Regions from separate parts of the Sus scrofa genome. Here regions 2 and 3 are each linked to region 1. Evidence: chromatin contacts called from public Hi-C and HiChIP or PLAC-seq data. All regions are on one chromosome and are shown on one strand. Each heading gives the region's core, a stretch centred on a gene start, on an enhancer-like site or on the middle of the called end of the contact. The rest is flanking DNA. Distances are from core to core; before and after follow the strand shown.

Region 1 (4,923 bases), core at 1,684-4,183:
CCAAAAGCCCAGGCATGGATCTCTCCCTCCTGCGCAGCTGAGCCTAACTCCTGCTTTTTATTTCCTTTACAGCTCAGCTTCGGTGCTTCATCCTCCAAAGTCCTCTCACGAGGCGGCCCCCTCCACCCCAAGTCGGGGTGAGACAGACTTCCTCTGTGTCCCCACAGCCCTCATAATTCTCCAAGGGTTGGCCATACCATGCTGCTTGCAATTTACCTGTCTCCCCCACTAGACGACGAGTCCCCTGAAAGCAGAAAATGTGTGGATCTTGCTCACAGTGGAGCAGCCAGCTCCAAGCTTGGGCTGGCATGTTTTCATAGCTCAATGAACAAGTGAAAAGGAGGGACAAAAGCCAGTCATCATGTACTCCCTGCTCATGATTCCATCTTCGGGTCTTGTGCTAACTGTTCTTTGCACCCGCTGCTTCCCCAACCAATGTTCTCAGGCAGGCTCAGCCATGGGTCCTATCCGTCAGTTTGTACACTCCTCTATAGAAGCAGTAACCTGCAGCTCACTTATCTACCCCACTTGATTTTGAATTTTTTTTTTCTTTTTAGGGCCACACCCAAGGCATATGGAGGTTCCCAGGCTAGGAATCCAATCAGAGCTGCAGCTGTCAGCCTACAACACAGCAACACAGGATTTGAGCCACACCTGTGACCTACACCACAGCTGACGGCAACACAGGATCCTTAGCCCACTGAGTGAGACCAGGGATTGAACCTTTGTCCTCATAGATGCTAGTCAGATTCGTTTTCACTGAGCCGCAATTCACTGAACTCTGACCCTGAACTTCCTGAGAGCAAGGAATTCTCTGTACGCCCATAAAATACAACGGGAGGTGTGTGTGAATGAAGCTTATAAATTAACTGATGAATTTAAATAAGCTTCTTCTGAACAGCAACCCTATCTTTATTTCTGGCCAGGTAGATTCTGAGTAAATCCACTTAACCGAGCTCAGCCAGTTTCTTTACCCCTTCAGCAGAAACATTATTCTGGGTTCACGTTATTACTGGGCAGACCTGAGGAGTAAGGACTGGCAACTCATCACCTGTTTCTGCATCTATAACGTGGGGCTGCTTCCCTCTAAACTCAGGAAGAGTAGATCAGTGTTGCACACAAGATCAGTGCTCAGGGTGTCTCTAAAGCTTTCTAAACTGCAGTGGAAGGTTCTGGTTACCAGGAAGGATGACAACACTGGAGGGTGGACCGGGTCTGTGTGAGCAGGGGCGGGGCAGGGGTGCACCGAAGTGATGATTAGGAGAGCCCCCATTTTTCCACCCGTAATCCCAAGATTTTCGGCCTCCCCGTCCCTCTTTCCTTTCCAAAGCTTTCCAGGGCTCGGAGCCCCTCCCGCCTCCAGGGGCAGGAGGGGTAGGTTTGGCCGAGTCCGGGCCCGGGGCGCCAACTCGGCCGGTCTCCCTGTCAGAGCCTCTGTCTGGGGCCCCACCTGCAAAATGGCTCCTCTAAGGCTCTTCCAGCCTCAAGCCCGTCTTCTTCCACCTCTCGGGTGCAGACTCTCCCTCCCACTCCGACCGCGTCTCCCGACCCGCGCTATGACCTAGCCCTGGACCCGGCTCCGGGCGCGTCCCACCGCCCGCCACCGCTACAACCCGGATGCGGCCGAGACACCGCGAGATCCGGGAGGTGGGGCGCCGGAAGTCGGGCCAGTCTCGCGAGACCTGGCGGAGCGGAGCCGGGAGGGCCTGTGGAGTGTGGAGGTCGTTGGAGTCACTTTCTTGCTGCCAGCTCGTTTGCCGGCCGGTCCTCTCCCCGCACGCCCCAGCCATGCTCTCCGCCCTCGCCCGGCCTGCCGGCGCCGCTCTCCGCCGCAGCTTCAGCACCTCGGCCCAGGTAGGCCCTGCGAAGCAGAGGCTCCCCTGCGTAGGCCACGTGTGTTGCTGGCTCGCTAGCAGCCTGACTCCCAGGTCAGCCTGGACCGCGGGGCCGCCCGGTGCCGACCCGCGGCTGTGGCCCCCTCGGCCGGCCCTGATACCCCGCAGGAAGTGCGGGAGTAGGGGAGAGGCAACTCTAGGACCGATGCGCTTCTCCGAGCCCCACAGCTCGCCTCCAGGTCCTCCAGAGGGCCTGCTCCTTCCAGGTTGAAAAGCCAGGGCTCTCGAGCCGAAAGCCACTTATTTTCCATAGTACTTTGAGAGACTAACCTCGTTCTTCCTGCAGCGTCTGTACAAATAGTGTGTAATTTTTAACTCCGTAGTGCAGATAAACGCTGAAGGTAGAGCACTGGTTCAAGGTTACACAGTCTTTCGGCCAAAGTTTTAAAATTCAGCTCTCCTGACCACCGTCAGTGACTTTTGGAACAACAAGCTTTTCCTCTAAGAATCTGAAGACGCTGCTTCCTCTTAAGGACCTTTTGAAGGCTCCTTCCTGCTGCCGGCGGACTGGGCCGGCCCCCACGCGGTGTAACAGTACATGATGTGGGCCTGGGACTACTTAAGCCTAACCTATTTTTAGCCGTCTTCTAGGGCAGCGATTCTCAAACTCTGGTGTGAGTTAGGATCACCTGGAAGCTGATGACGATCGGAGGCGAAGGCTCATTAAAGGAGGTTGGGATCCGGGCCTAAGTATTTTTACCAAGTGATTCTCATATAGCCAAAGTCTGAGAAGCCTGGAGATACCCACATTGCCTCTTAGGTACCACACCCAAAGGGGAGGTGGTTATTGAATGAGATTCCTCATTTCTTGTTTAGCTTCTGTCTTTCAGATCAGTTTGCTGTGAGTGGAATTCATTTTTAAAATATAGAAATAAGCGCATTGAGTATTCATGTTTGCCAAAAATTGTCCTTGGGGCTGCAAGTGATACCATGATGGCTGCACTTTGGCCAACAAGGAGTAAATGTAGGATAGGTGGAGGGGATGAAGATAGATGCTGAGGAGTGGGGAAGGGAACGCAGTGAAGCTAAGGCAATGGGATTCGCTGACAGGTGATTTAACGAAGGGTATTGAGAGAAAGGGGACCATGGAGGACAGCAAGGCTTTGGGCTTTCGAGTTGAGGTGTGCCAAGATGATACAGATTGTTAGAAGAAAAGGAGATGGAAGGGGCAGATATCCGGAGCTCAGAATTGATTTGTGTTGTTTAAAATGCCTATTCAGGAGTTCCCATCATGGCTCAGCTGTAACCCGACTAGTATCCATGAGGATGTGGGTTCGATTGCTGGCCTCTTTCAGTGGGTTAAGGATCCGGAGTTGCTGTGGCTGTGGGGTAGGCTGTCAGCTGCAGCTCCCATTCTGCTCCTAGCCTTGGGACTTCATATGCTTCAGGTGCGGCCCTAAAATGAAGAAGAAAAAGAAAAAGCCTATTGGATGTACAGGAGGAAATGTTGAGAAGGCAGTTTTTTTTTTAAGTCAGAAAGATGAGCTTAAGCCAAATAGTACATTGCCCTGCAGAGACCTTTGGATCGCGTATCCTTATCAGGAAAAAAATGTGATGAACATTCAACCTAAATGTATTTATTTTTCTCTATATGTACTAATAAATATAACACACACAACAAATTTTAAAAGTAACTATAACAGATTTTAAAAAGCAAGCTTGTAAGTGAAGTGTTAGAATATATCCATTTTCAAAGCCAGCTGCCAAATAGCACTGTTGACAACTACTCCTCCACCTGGAAAAGGTCATCAGATTAGGAGACAGTGCATTTACAAAGAGATCGAGAGCTAACCCGCAATACCAAAGGTCCTTATCTACCGTAAAGATTCCACCTCCTACAAACTGTGGGGGGGGGGTGTTCGTTTCATTTTTTGCTGCACCCGTGGCATGTGGAAGTTTCCTCCTATATGTCCAATGGGCCGAAGCCACTGCAATGACACCTGACCCTTAACCCACTACACCACAGGAGAACTCCCCAGTGTTTTTGTAAATATTGACTAAGTTGACGAAATCTCATAATATGCAAACACAAAACATCACTTCACCACACTGAAAGCAATCCCATCCTCCCCCACTGCTCCCCTGTGTTGTGTTCATCTTGTGTGTCCCTGATTCACTAAGGGACCCTAGTTGAGGGCACAGGTAGGTAGGTCTGTTTCTTGGTAGAGTTTAATTCTTTACCTGTTAGATAAAAACAAAAGCACAAACTTTGACACTTAGGTCCTCACGGCCGTGGAACTGGCTTGTGCGTCCCAGGTCGGAGCGCGTCAGTCTTGGGAGCCAGGCTGAGTCATCTGGGCGGGGGGAGGACCTTGAGAAGATTTTGTTGAGCAAGGAGACGATTAAAGTTTGAATTTTGAGAAGGACGGTATCGGCGTGGGGCTGAGGACCTAAGTTAGATGGTGGGATCTGTAGAAATCAAGGGCAGGTCGGGAAGACGTCTGAGATGCCAAGTCCTTCGTGCCCTAACCGACTGTCTCTGATCAGGGAAGAGGCAGGAGGTAGTTCGGCAGGTTTGGGTTTGGGTGAGCGCAGGTGCCATTTGGGAACAGGGGTGGGAGAGTTATTAGGATAAACTTGTTTACAGAGTTGGGTTTGTGGGACGTTGGTGCCTAACAAAACCGGGAATGTAGGGTTGGAATTGGGGAGTCCCTAGGATTGGAGACAAGATGGGGGAGTGATCATTGAAGATCTGGAGGTGGGTGAGGTGGCCAGCCCTCAGGTTCTCAGTTGGTCTGACTCGTTTTCCATGAAGTCAAGTGTCCGCCTTTAAAGCACCAGCTTAAAAAAAAAAACATGAATTCCATTCTTAGTTGTCGTCTATGCTTTTTAGAAATTTTAACGTCCCCAAGCAGATTACACCATGTGGGATTTTGGGGGGTTGGCTTGAGTTTTGATGGGCTTGATTTTTGGGGTTGATGGAAGCCCATTATTTGTAGCATCCGTTTCTCCCTTTGTCTCCTCCTCCCCTGGCAGTTGCCTGCCTGCTCCCCAGGAATCGGCCCCCTTCACATGTGTGAGTCGATTA
Region 2 (4,605 bases), core at 650-3,149, 140 kb before region 1:
TGCCTATAGGACTTTGTCACACATCAAATTTTTATTTTTTAGCCTTTTTTTTTTTTTGAACCACAACCTCTACATATGGAAGTTCCCAGGCTAGGGGCTGAATTGGAGCAGCAGCTGCTGGCCTACACCAACACCTGATCCGAGCTACGGCTGCAACATATACCCCAGCTCCCGGCAACGCCGGATCCTTAACCCAATGAGCAAAGCCAGGGAGCGAACCTGAGTCCTCGTGGATACTATTCGGGTTTGTTGCCGCTGAGCCACAACAGGAGCTCCCCACATTTTGATTTTTAGGTAAGTAGATTTCTTAGTCATTTACGGATTCTAGGTTAACGCAGAGAGGTCTCTTGGAGATTAACACAAATTCTCCCAAGGGTTCTTTTAGGACTTTTTTTTCCTTTTCTTTTAAAAGGGTGTTTACCTCTTTTGTCTCTCAGGAATTTATATTAGTGTGAGGTCTGAGGTGCGTAGCTAACTATTTTCCCCCCAGCTGGCTGGTGAGTGTGATTTGAGGAGGAAGGGTTAAGAGACAGGAAGGCCCGTGAGCAGAGTGATTTAAGAGGAAGTTTCCCTGGTCGTAGGTGGAAATTGGAGGTGGCATGTGAATCAAGAACTGCTGAGATCATCCAAGTGACAAGTGACTCCAGGTAGGTCTGAACTAGGACAGAGACAGCTGGAAAGATAAGAAGGGAAGGAGGGCAGTCCTGGAGATGGAATCCATAGGACTCAGTTACTGCTTAAGGGGCGGGGGGGAATCAAAAGAAGCCTCCTGTTTCCTGCCTCAGTCACGCTATTAGCAGAAAGGAAACTCGGTGTTTTGTACTCTGGCTTCACAGAAGCAGGGCCCAAAAATTCAGAGGCAAAGTTTAAATCTTCTCCGGGGAGATGTGCAGCAAGTCGGTGCAAAGGCTGGAGTGCCAGAGATCTGGGTGATGAAATGCCCCCCTGCTCTCTTGAGGGCCTTAGAGTAGGATGAAGGTATTCAGTCCCTTAGTGAGACACTGATGCCCCACCCTGACTGCTGGAGGACTGGTTCCATCGGGTGAATCAGACCAGCTCCTGACAGACTGGAATGGAGGAAGCCTACAACTGGGGTCACTGTAATAATTCTCTCTTTATATAGGACCTGACAGTTTTCAAAGCATCTGGTTGTCGCTGGTGGGTCCCAGCTTAAAGATGGGGAATGGGTTCTGAATGAAGCGAGTTGCCCACTGTTTCAAAAGGAACTCTCAGCAGAGCCTGTAGTAGCAGTAGCAGTCGTAATGATGATAATAGTAATACTTTACATTTCTAGAGCACTTATCGCACCGAGCTAAATTATTTACGAACATGAGTTATACCACCTAATCCTCCTAACCCTATGACATAGGAACCACAGTAGGAGGCAGAGGTGGACTCCTTACCCTCAACTGCGGCAGCCAGACTTTTCAAGGCGCCCTCTGCCCCCTCCCACGTCTTCAGTCCAGTCCTCGCCCCCTGCCTGCTCACTTCCTGCCTCCCCGACTCAAGCGGTTGGAGGGGCCCTGGACACTCTGTCCAAGCAGCCTCGCCATTTTCAGATGAGGGAACTGAGGGCCGTGGAGGAGAAAAAGGCGCGAACACACTCGAGCGGCGCGGCTCACGACCACTGCCCTCCCCTGCACCTCAAGGGCAGCAGAAGCCGCCGTCAGCCCGGGGCGGCGGGGGCGGGGGGAAGAACCGCTCCCTGCTGGGGTACAACCCACCAAGTTCCCAGGCCTGGCGGTGGAGCTGGGACGCTGAGGGGGCGTGGCCGCCCGGGCTGTACCAAGAGCACAGATTCGCAGGGGGGAGGCCTGGCCCCGGAAGCAAGCGTGCGGCCGGGTTGGGCAGAGCGGCGCAGCCACTGGCCACGCCCCCACACCCTGGCCGGCGCCGGCGGTGGTAGCGCCTCAGTGGTGCGGGCCTGCGTCCTGCTCAGGTATCCGGAGTCCTGCCGGCAGCCCTCGGTGAGTGTGTGTGTTCGCAGGTGCTGGGATGGCGGGGTCGGGACGCTAAGGTTCTGGGTGGCGGGGCTGCTAGACACCCGAGGCTTCCTGGGCGCCTCGGCCTCCTGGGCCCTGCGCGCTGGGGCGGGCTTTCGGGCCGGATCGCTGCCGGTATCGCCTGATTCTCGCACGGAAAGCGCGACTCCCATCTCGGCCCTTCCTGGGGTGGCCCATCCCCTCGAGCTGACCTCTCGAGGTGACTGGAGAGTCGTCTTTTCCAGTGCCTAGGACGCCCCGATGGCCCTTCGGCGGAAGACCAGTTCTTGGCGTGAGAGGGCTCGGGCTCCAGCCCCCACGCCGCCACCCTCCTGGGAAGTCACTTTTCCTTCCTGAGCCTGAGTTTCCCCGTCTGTACTGTGGGTCTCAGGAATTGGGTTAATTAGCGGGAGGACGCGCTCGATGTCTGCAGGTGGGGCTCAAATCTGACCCCGCAGCATCAGGTGGGCTCAGTCGAGGGCTCAGAGGAGCCTGCCAGCCCGGTCTCTGTTGGGAAATGTTCTGCGTGCCATCGAGGCCCCCGAATCCCTGGGGGATAGTTCTTCTGGCGGGCAGGTGCTTTGCCGGGCTCTGCTGAACAGCCGCTACACCTTTAGCTCGTCAGAGCAATTGGGTAAGAAGTCGAGGTCTCCTGGGCAGCGAAGACAGTCACCATTGTGTAAGCTGGTGACAGCGATTTGGGGTCGTTTCAGAGAACGTGGCTGCCTCATCTCTTAGATCAACACAATACAGCCTTCCCTCTGAATTTGGCTGAAGTAGAGAATAGACCAGAGGAGACTGGGCTGGAATGGGTAGTCCTGGGTTTGAACTTTGGCATCTTGTCAGGGCACTTAACTTCTTGGAGCCTGTTTCCCCAATGGTGGCGCAAGCTACCTACAGGCCCCCACAGGGTTGAGCTTCTGAGGATCAAAAGAGAGAGTCTGGGAGTTCCTGTGGTGGCTCAGGGGCTGACAAATCTGACAAGGAACCATGAGGTTGCGGGTTTGATCCCTGGCCTTGCTCAGTGGGTTAAGGTTCTGGCGTTGCCATGAGCTGTGGTGTAGGTTGCAGACGCGGCTCGGATCCCGTGTGGCTGTGGCATAGGCTTGGCAGCTGCAGCCTAGCAACCCCGTTATCCCACAGGTGCGGCCCTGGAAGAGGCAAAAAGACAAAAAGAGAGAGGGTCTTGGAGGGTGACACTGAGAACTGTAACAAGAGAGCTGAGCAGTTAACTAACTCCCTCCACCCCACCCCACCCCACCCCACCCCACCCCACCTCACCTCCGAGATCCAGTGTTCCCTCTGTGCAATGCTGTAGTTCCTCTCCCCTTTGGGTAGAAGGCATTAATTCATTAACCATTCACAGTTCATCTACGCACATCCCCTGTGTGTGGTTGGGGGGTCAGCTGGATGGGGAAAGCAGTCCAAAAGTCCCAGTTAGTAAAGCAGCCGACCCTGAAGAAAGCACTTTCCTTTCTTTGTGTCCCTTTAAGTTTTCATTTCCCTTTTGAGAAAGTGGTCAGTTCTTGAGCGTCTCATGATTTTCATGCCATGTCAGGTAGAAAACGGTTGCATTGGGCAGATAGCTTAGTCATGTCTAAGGAACTGGCCTGCATTTCCGAGAATGGAAATCTTCCAGTTGGCTTGTAGTGTGAAAAACTTCAGGGTCATCGTAACTCTCTCAAATCCCTCGTGTCTACCACTTAAAAAAAATTAGAGGCAGGTGTGAGGTGAAAGGAACCTCAGGGATGAACTTCAGCACCTGGAAATGGCCTTGACTGCCGTCCGCGCCCGAAGCACTGGGGCGGTGTGCGTTTGTAAACAGCCGTGGGAGTTGTTTGTTGCCACACCAGCCTTAATTTTAGGACCTGTTGGTGACCCTGAATTGATCCCTTGTTAACCTGGTGAAAATCAGGGTCTAAGTTAGATCATAAGTTCATGTGTACCTAGGAGATAGGCTGTTTGAAATCAGAACAGCTTGGCAGCTCCAGAGCTTTTACTTGTTAAATTCATGGAATCTTTCAAGTTCATAGGAATGTAACTCTGAAGCAACCTGCCCTGCCCCCCTCCCCGGCCCTCGCCCCGTGGCGGCTTCTGTAGTGGTAGGATTTTTCATAGATCCAGAGGGCCCCGCTGCCCTTGCAACATCTCTCCTTCCTCCTGCTTCTGGAAGGAGCAGGGCCCTGGCTTGAGGGGGCCAGGGAACCTGAGTCCCAGCTCAGGTACTAACACTGTGTGCCTTTCAACAAACCACCTGAGGGCCTCAGTTTGGTGCTTTGGGATTTAACTTTTATCTCAGATTCGTTTAAGTCTAAAACATCAGAAAAAAGTGAAATGGAGAAATGACTGTTTTTATTAAAATATTTTAAATTCTGTTCACACAAATACCAAGTGCTCATTATTTTTAAAAATACTATCATAGAAATACCCAGTTTAGGGGGTTCCCGTTGTGGCACAGCGGAAACAAATCTGACCAGGCACCAAGAGGTTGCAGGTTCGATCCCTGGCCTTGCTCAGGGGGTTAAGGATCCAGTGTTGCCGTGAGCTGTGGTGTAAGTCGCAGATGTGGCTCGGATTCAACCCCTAGCCTGGGAACCTCCATAGGCTGCGGCCCTAAAAAAAG
Region 3 (4,784 bases), core at 1,141-3,640, 150 kb after region 1:
TTTTTTTAGGGGGAGGGAATATCAAGTTAGCAAAGATATGGAACGTTGGAACCCTTGTGCAGTGCAAGTGGGAATGTAAAATGGCCCAACCACCCTGGAAAACGGTTTCATGGTCCCTCAAAATGTTCAACACAGAACTACCATATGACCTAGCAATTCCACCCCTGGGTATATACCCAAGAGAACTGGAAACTGGTTCCCAAACACATACTTGTACAAGAATGTTCACAGCAGCACAATCACAATACCCAAAAGGTGTCCATCAGCAGGTGAACGGATAAACACGTTAATAAGTCCACACAAAGGAATATTATTTCACCATAAATAGGACTAAAGTACTGATACATGTTACAGTGCAAATGAACCTTGAAAACATTCCACATGAGAAGCCTGTCATGAACGGCTACATGTTACATGTTGCCTGATTCTGTCTATGAAATGTCTAGAATAGGCAAATCCATAGAGACAGAGAGATTAATGGTTGCCAGGAGCTGGGGGGTGGGAAAATGAGGAGTAAGCACCAATGGGGATGAGGTTCTCTTGGTGGGGGTGATGAAATAAATGCTCCAGAATTAGATAACTGTGAGGTTTGGTTCTGCAAATAGCTAAAAACCACTGAATTGTACAATTTAAAAGGGTTATTTATTTATTTTTTTTGGCTGCGCTTGTGGCATGCATTAGTTCCCAGACCAGGGACTGAACCTGCACCATAGCAGCAACCCAAGCTGCTGCAGTAACTATGCCAGGTCCTTAACCCACTGTGTCACAAGAGAACTCCTAAAAGGGGGAATTTTATAGTATCTCAATAAAGCTGTTATTTCAGAAAAGGCAACAAGCAAAAATGGGGGAGTCAGGAGTGCTCACTGTGGCTCAGTCGGTTAAGAACCCAGCATAGTGTCCAAAAAGATATGGGTTCGCTCTGTGGGCTAAGGATCCGCTGTTGCCACAAGCTGCAGCGTAGGTCGCAGATGCAGCTTGGATCCAAGTTGCTGTGGCTATGGCGTAGGCCCAGCAGCTGTAGCTCTGATTTGACCCTTAGCCCTGGAATTTCCATATGCTTCAGGTGCGGCCTTAAAAAGAAAAAATGTGAGTCAGAGGGCTTGCATATCTGGAAGGAGGTGGTAGGAGAGAGGGAGGGTCTCAGCATTTGGGGTAGGCCGTTAGGGCTAGAGTACAGAAAATCAGTCAAAATTATGAGGGAACATGTCTGTGTTTACAGTGGTGGTGTGTGTGGTGAATATACAAGGACTTTTTTTTTTAATGATTTTTATTTTTTCCATTGGAGTTGATTTACAGCGTTCTGCCAATTTCTACCACAGTGTTCTGTCGATTTCTACTGTACAGCAAATATACAAGGACTTTTTGCAAACAGGGCATCTCATTTTCAGTGTTCAGCTGTTGGTTGAATCAGCTCATCAGCCAAGTGTGCACCAGGCAAAGCCTGGAATTGGTGGAACTTTGGGAGTGAAGGGCTTAGTTGGTGAAAAGGTGAAAGGAGAGTCAGGCACAAAGGAGGCAAAAGCAGCTGGGAGACTGGGACATCAGCAAAAGTCAGGGGTACTTAGTAGAATCTAAGCTCTGGAATTCTTGAGTTGTTTGGTAGGGTTACTTTTCTTTTCTTTTTTGGCCACACCTGCATCCAGGGATCAAACCCAAGTCACAGAAGTAACAATGCCAGGTCCTTAACCGTCTAAGCCACCAGGGAACTCCCGGACATCCTACTTTAATGAGTCCTTTTAGTTAAATCTTAAGGGACAAGTTGCACTCAACAAGCTGAAAGATGTGAGAGATGCCCAAGATGCCCCCTGGGTCGCCAACATCACTCATTTTCCAATGGATTCTATTGCCCTTAGAATAAAACACCTCCCTGTGGCCTAGAAAAGCCCTGAATGGTCTGGCCCTTACCAGCTTTCCTGACTCATCTCCTAGCACGTTCCTCTTTGCTCCAATCACAGTGGCCTTCTCGCTGGTCCTTCTGCAGGCCAGGCCAAATCCCCAAGGAAGGACCTGGAATCATCCACCCCAAACCTTTTCATGGCCAAAAGATTCATGGCTGGTTCCCCCTCATTACCCAGGCCCAGCTCAAGCCTCACCTCCTTAGGGGCCACCCCTGACCACCCAACCCCTCCCATAACATCCCACCTGCTTCATATTCTTTGTAGCACCAATCACTAGGCGAAACTCTCTTGGCTACAGATTTGTTTAATGGCTTATCGCGGTGGTCTCTTGCAGGTAACCTCTGGGCCACGCAAACAGGAACCCATTTAGATCTCACCTTGCTCTGCAGCCCCGGAGGCCAGCACAGTGTTCAGGTTAGTACAAAGGTGCATACCCTCCACTCACTGGACAAATATTTGAGCACTTGCTGTGTGTGAGGTCCTGGCACAAAGTCAAGCACAACAGACCCAGCCCCAGCCCTCAAAGGCCCCCTGGGCTGCTGGAGGACACGGCCAGTGGAGGCGGTGGAGGCGGCTGTCTGCTGAGACGCAGGAGTGAGTGCTGTCCCTGGGGAAGTACAGGGTGAAGGGGGCTCCTAGCCCAGACCGTGGCGGGGAGGGGGTATCCGTGCAGGCCTTCTGGAGAATCCGAAAGCTGAGCCAGGAGGCTAAATAAGAGTTGACTAAGGGGAAGGAGGAGAGAGAGTGACGTGTATTCCAGGCAGAGAACAGCATGTGCAGAGGCCCCATGGGAAGAAAGCCCAGACATTAGAGGAATTGAAAGTGGTTCAGCCTGGCGAGATCCTGGCAGCAAGTGATAAGGGATGATGTTGAAAACACAAGCAGAGCCAGGCTGTGCAGGACCTTGTAAACTGGGCTGAGCAGTTGAAGGAAGCACTGGGGAGCCATGGAAGGGGTGTGAGCAGGGGAGTGGCAATATCAGCTGTGCTGACGTTAGAGAGCCCACTGTCCTTGTGGAATAGGGAATGGGTTGGAGACAGAAGAGGCCAAGGTAAGAAATGGTTAACAAGAAGCAAAGAGTTTCCAACAGTGTTTGGGAGATAGGATCCGTAGGTAGGATCTAGTGACTAGTTTTTCGGGGGTGGGGACTGTTGAGCACACCACTCAGGTTTCTAGCTTAAGCTAGTGGTTGGTAATGCTACTTACTAAACAGGGAAACCCAGGTTTAGGTGGACGCGACGGAGTTCTGAGTGGCAGAGGTTGAGTTTCAGGAGAGCGTGGGACAGGCAAATTCGCTTTGGGATTATTCCGTGAGTTTCTCAAGGGCAAAAGCTCTGGCTTATTTAGCCATGTGCTCCTAACCCCTCTAGGCCCTGGCCCACAGAACACCGAAGTGTACACAGAACCACAGAAAGCAGCAAACAGAATCAGCGTTGATAAATAAATAACTGGCTGGAAAACAGGTTTCAGGTAAACCCCACAGGACGGGAAAAATTGGGGAGCCTGAGAGTCTCGCTCAGAATGGACTAGGTTACACCGCTCTGATGCCCACCCCTCCTTGGTCATTAACATTTATTTCTCACTCACTCCACCTGTCCATCGGGAGTTGATGGACGCTTTCCTCCAGGTGGCCCTGATTCAGGGACCCGGGCCGATGAAGTCTCCTCTGCCTGGAATGCCACTGGCCACCTTGAAGGATGGCATTTTGTGCTTGGGTCCCTGAAGGCTCCCGCCTGGTGGATACCTCCCCTCACATTTCATGGGTCAAAGTGCCAGGATGGGGAAGAATGGGGCCTGTTGGTGCCCAGTACTGATGAACACTGAGAATCTCAGCTTCTAGTCCTGGATCCACTCTGCAGACCTGGACCAGTCATTTTCCCTCTCTGAGCCTCAGTTTTCCCTGTCTGTAAAAAGCGATGGGAGTTCCCATTGTGATTCAGCGGTTAACGAACCCAACTAACATCCATGAAGACGTGGGTTCGATCCCTAGCCTCGCTCAGTGGGTTAAAGCAGCGAGCTGTGGTGTGGGTTATAGACATGGCTCGGATCTGGCATTGCTATGGCTGTGGTGGAGGCGGGTGGCTACAGCTCTGATTTGACCCCTAGCCTGGGAACTTTCATATGCCTCCGGTGCAGTTAAAAAGACAAAAAAAAAAAGGGGGGGGGATGTAATGCTTTCCTTTAATTGAGCATTGATGGAGCACTTTGTTTAGATGGAGCAGGGGAGTCCAGGAAGCTGTGTTACTTCTTTTTTTTTTTTTTTTTTTTTTTTTTTTTGTCTTTTTGCTATTTCTTGGGCCGCTCCCGCGGCATATGGAGGTTCCCAGGCTAGGGGTCCAATTGGAGCTGTAGCCACCGGCCCACGCCACAGCCACAGCAATGCAGGATCCGAGCCGCATCTGCAACCTACACCACAGCTCACGGCAACGCCGGATCGTTAACCCACTGAGCAAGGGCAGGGACCGAACCCGCAACCTTATGGTTCCCAGTCGGATTCGTTAACCACTGCGCCATGATGGGAACTCCTGTGTTACTTCTAAAGATGACGGCGACGCACGCCCAAACGCGCATGTGGCTGGACTGGCCGTGATCACAGGCTGGGCAGACTCCGAGGGTGCCGTACACAGGTCTGGAGATGGGGACATTCTAGCTGCCTGCAGCCCAGGTGGGCTTAATATAATCAGGGGGGCCTTAGAGGGAGGAAGAGAGAGGTAGAGGGGTCAGAAAAGGAGATGAGATGATGGAAACTGGGGTCAGAGTGATGCAACTGCTGGTCCAAAGGCCATGAGCAGGCACGGAACACAGGTGGCCTTTAGAGGCTGGAGAAGGTAAGGAACCAGATTCTTCCCTAGGTCGTCCGGAGAGAATACGCCCTGACAACACCTT

Evidence for each region. Hi-C and Micro-C count contacts between places; a contact is called where the count stands out from the background. HiChIP or PLAC-seq counts read pairs in DNA pulled down with a chosen protein or histone mark.
Region 2: an H3K27ac HiChIP or PLAC-seq map of alveolar macrophages shows a contact between it and region 1. The contact joins the promoter of POR here to the promoter of STYXL1 in region 1. A contact is called at or near these places in 2 of 47 Hi-C or Micro-C datasets (both in liver) and 1 of 2 datasets of contacts at active chromatin or transcription factors (alveolar macrophages).
Region 3: a contact with region 1 is called in a Hi-C map of liver, with 7 times the contacts expected there. The contact joins the enhancer-like site here to the promoter of STYXL1 in region 1. A contact is called at or near these places in 1 of 5 promoter capture datasets (liver) and 4 of 47 Hi-C or Micro-C datasets (fetal skeletal muscle, liver and skeletal muscle).

What each region holds. Positions count from the first base shown.
Region 1 is chr3:10,129,518-10,134,440 of Sscrofa11.1, reverse strand. It overlaps STYXL1 (serine/threonine/tyrosine-interacting-like protein 1), which reads right to left and starts at 2,933. Exons shown (of 15, transcript XM_021086298.1): 1 at 2,166-2,933. MDH2 (malate dehydrogenase 2, NAD (mitochondrial)) reads left to right here and starts at 1,736. Exons shown (of 9, transcript NM_001244153.1): 1 at 1,736-1,854. The coding sequence starts at 1,789.
Region 2 is chr3:10,268,152-10,272,756 of Sscrofa11.1, reverse strand. POR (P450 (cytochrome) oxidoreductase) reads left to right here and starts at 1,899. Exons shown (of 16, transcript NM_001129959.1): 1 at 1,899-1,967.
Region 3 is chr3:9,974,942-9,979,725 of Sscrofa11.1, reverse strand. No RefSeq gene overlaps it. Among named protein-coding and RNA genes, the nearest start is that of SSC4D, 17 kb to the right of the region's middle. Within about 2 kb of position 2,390, at least 31 of the 83 cell types and tissues checked have an H3K27ac peak or open chromatin away from gene starts, as enhancers often do. A contact at or near this core is called in liver and skeletal muscle, where this site is marked.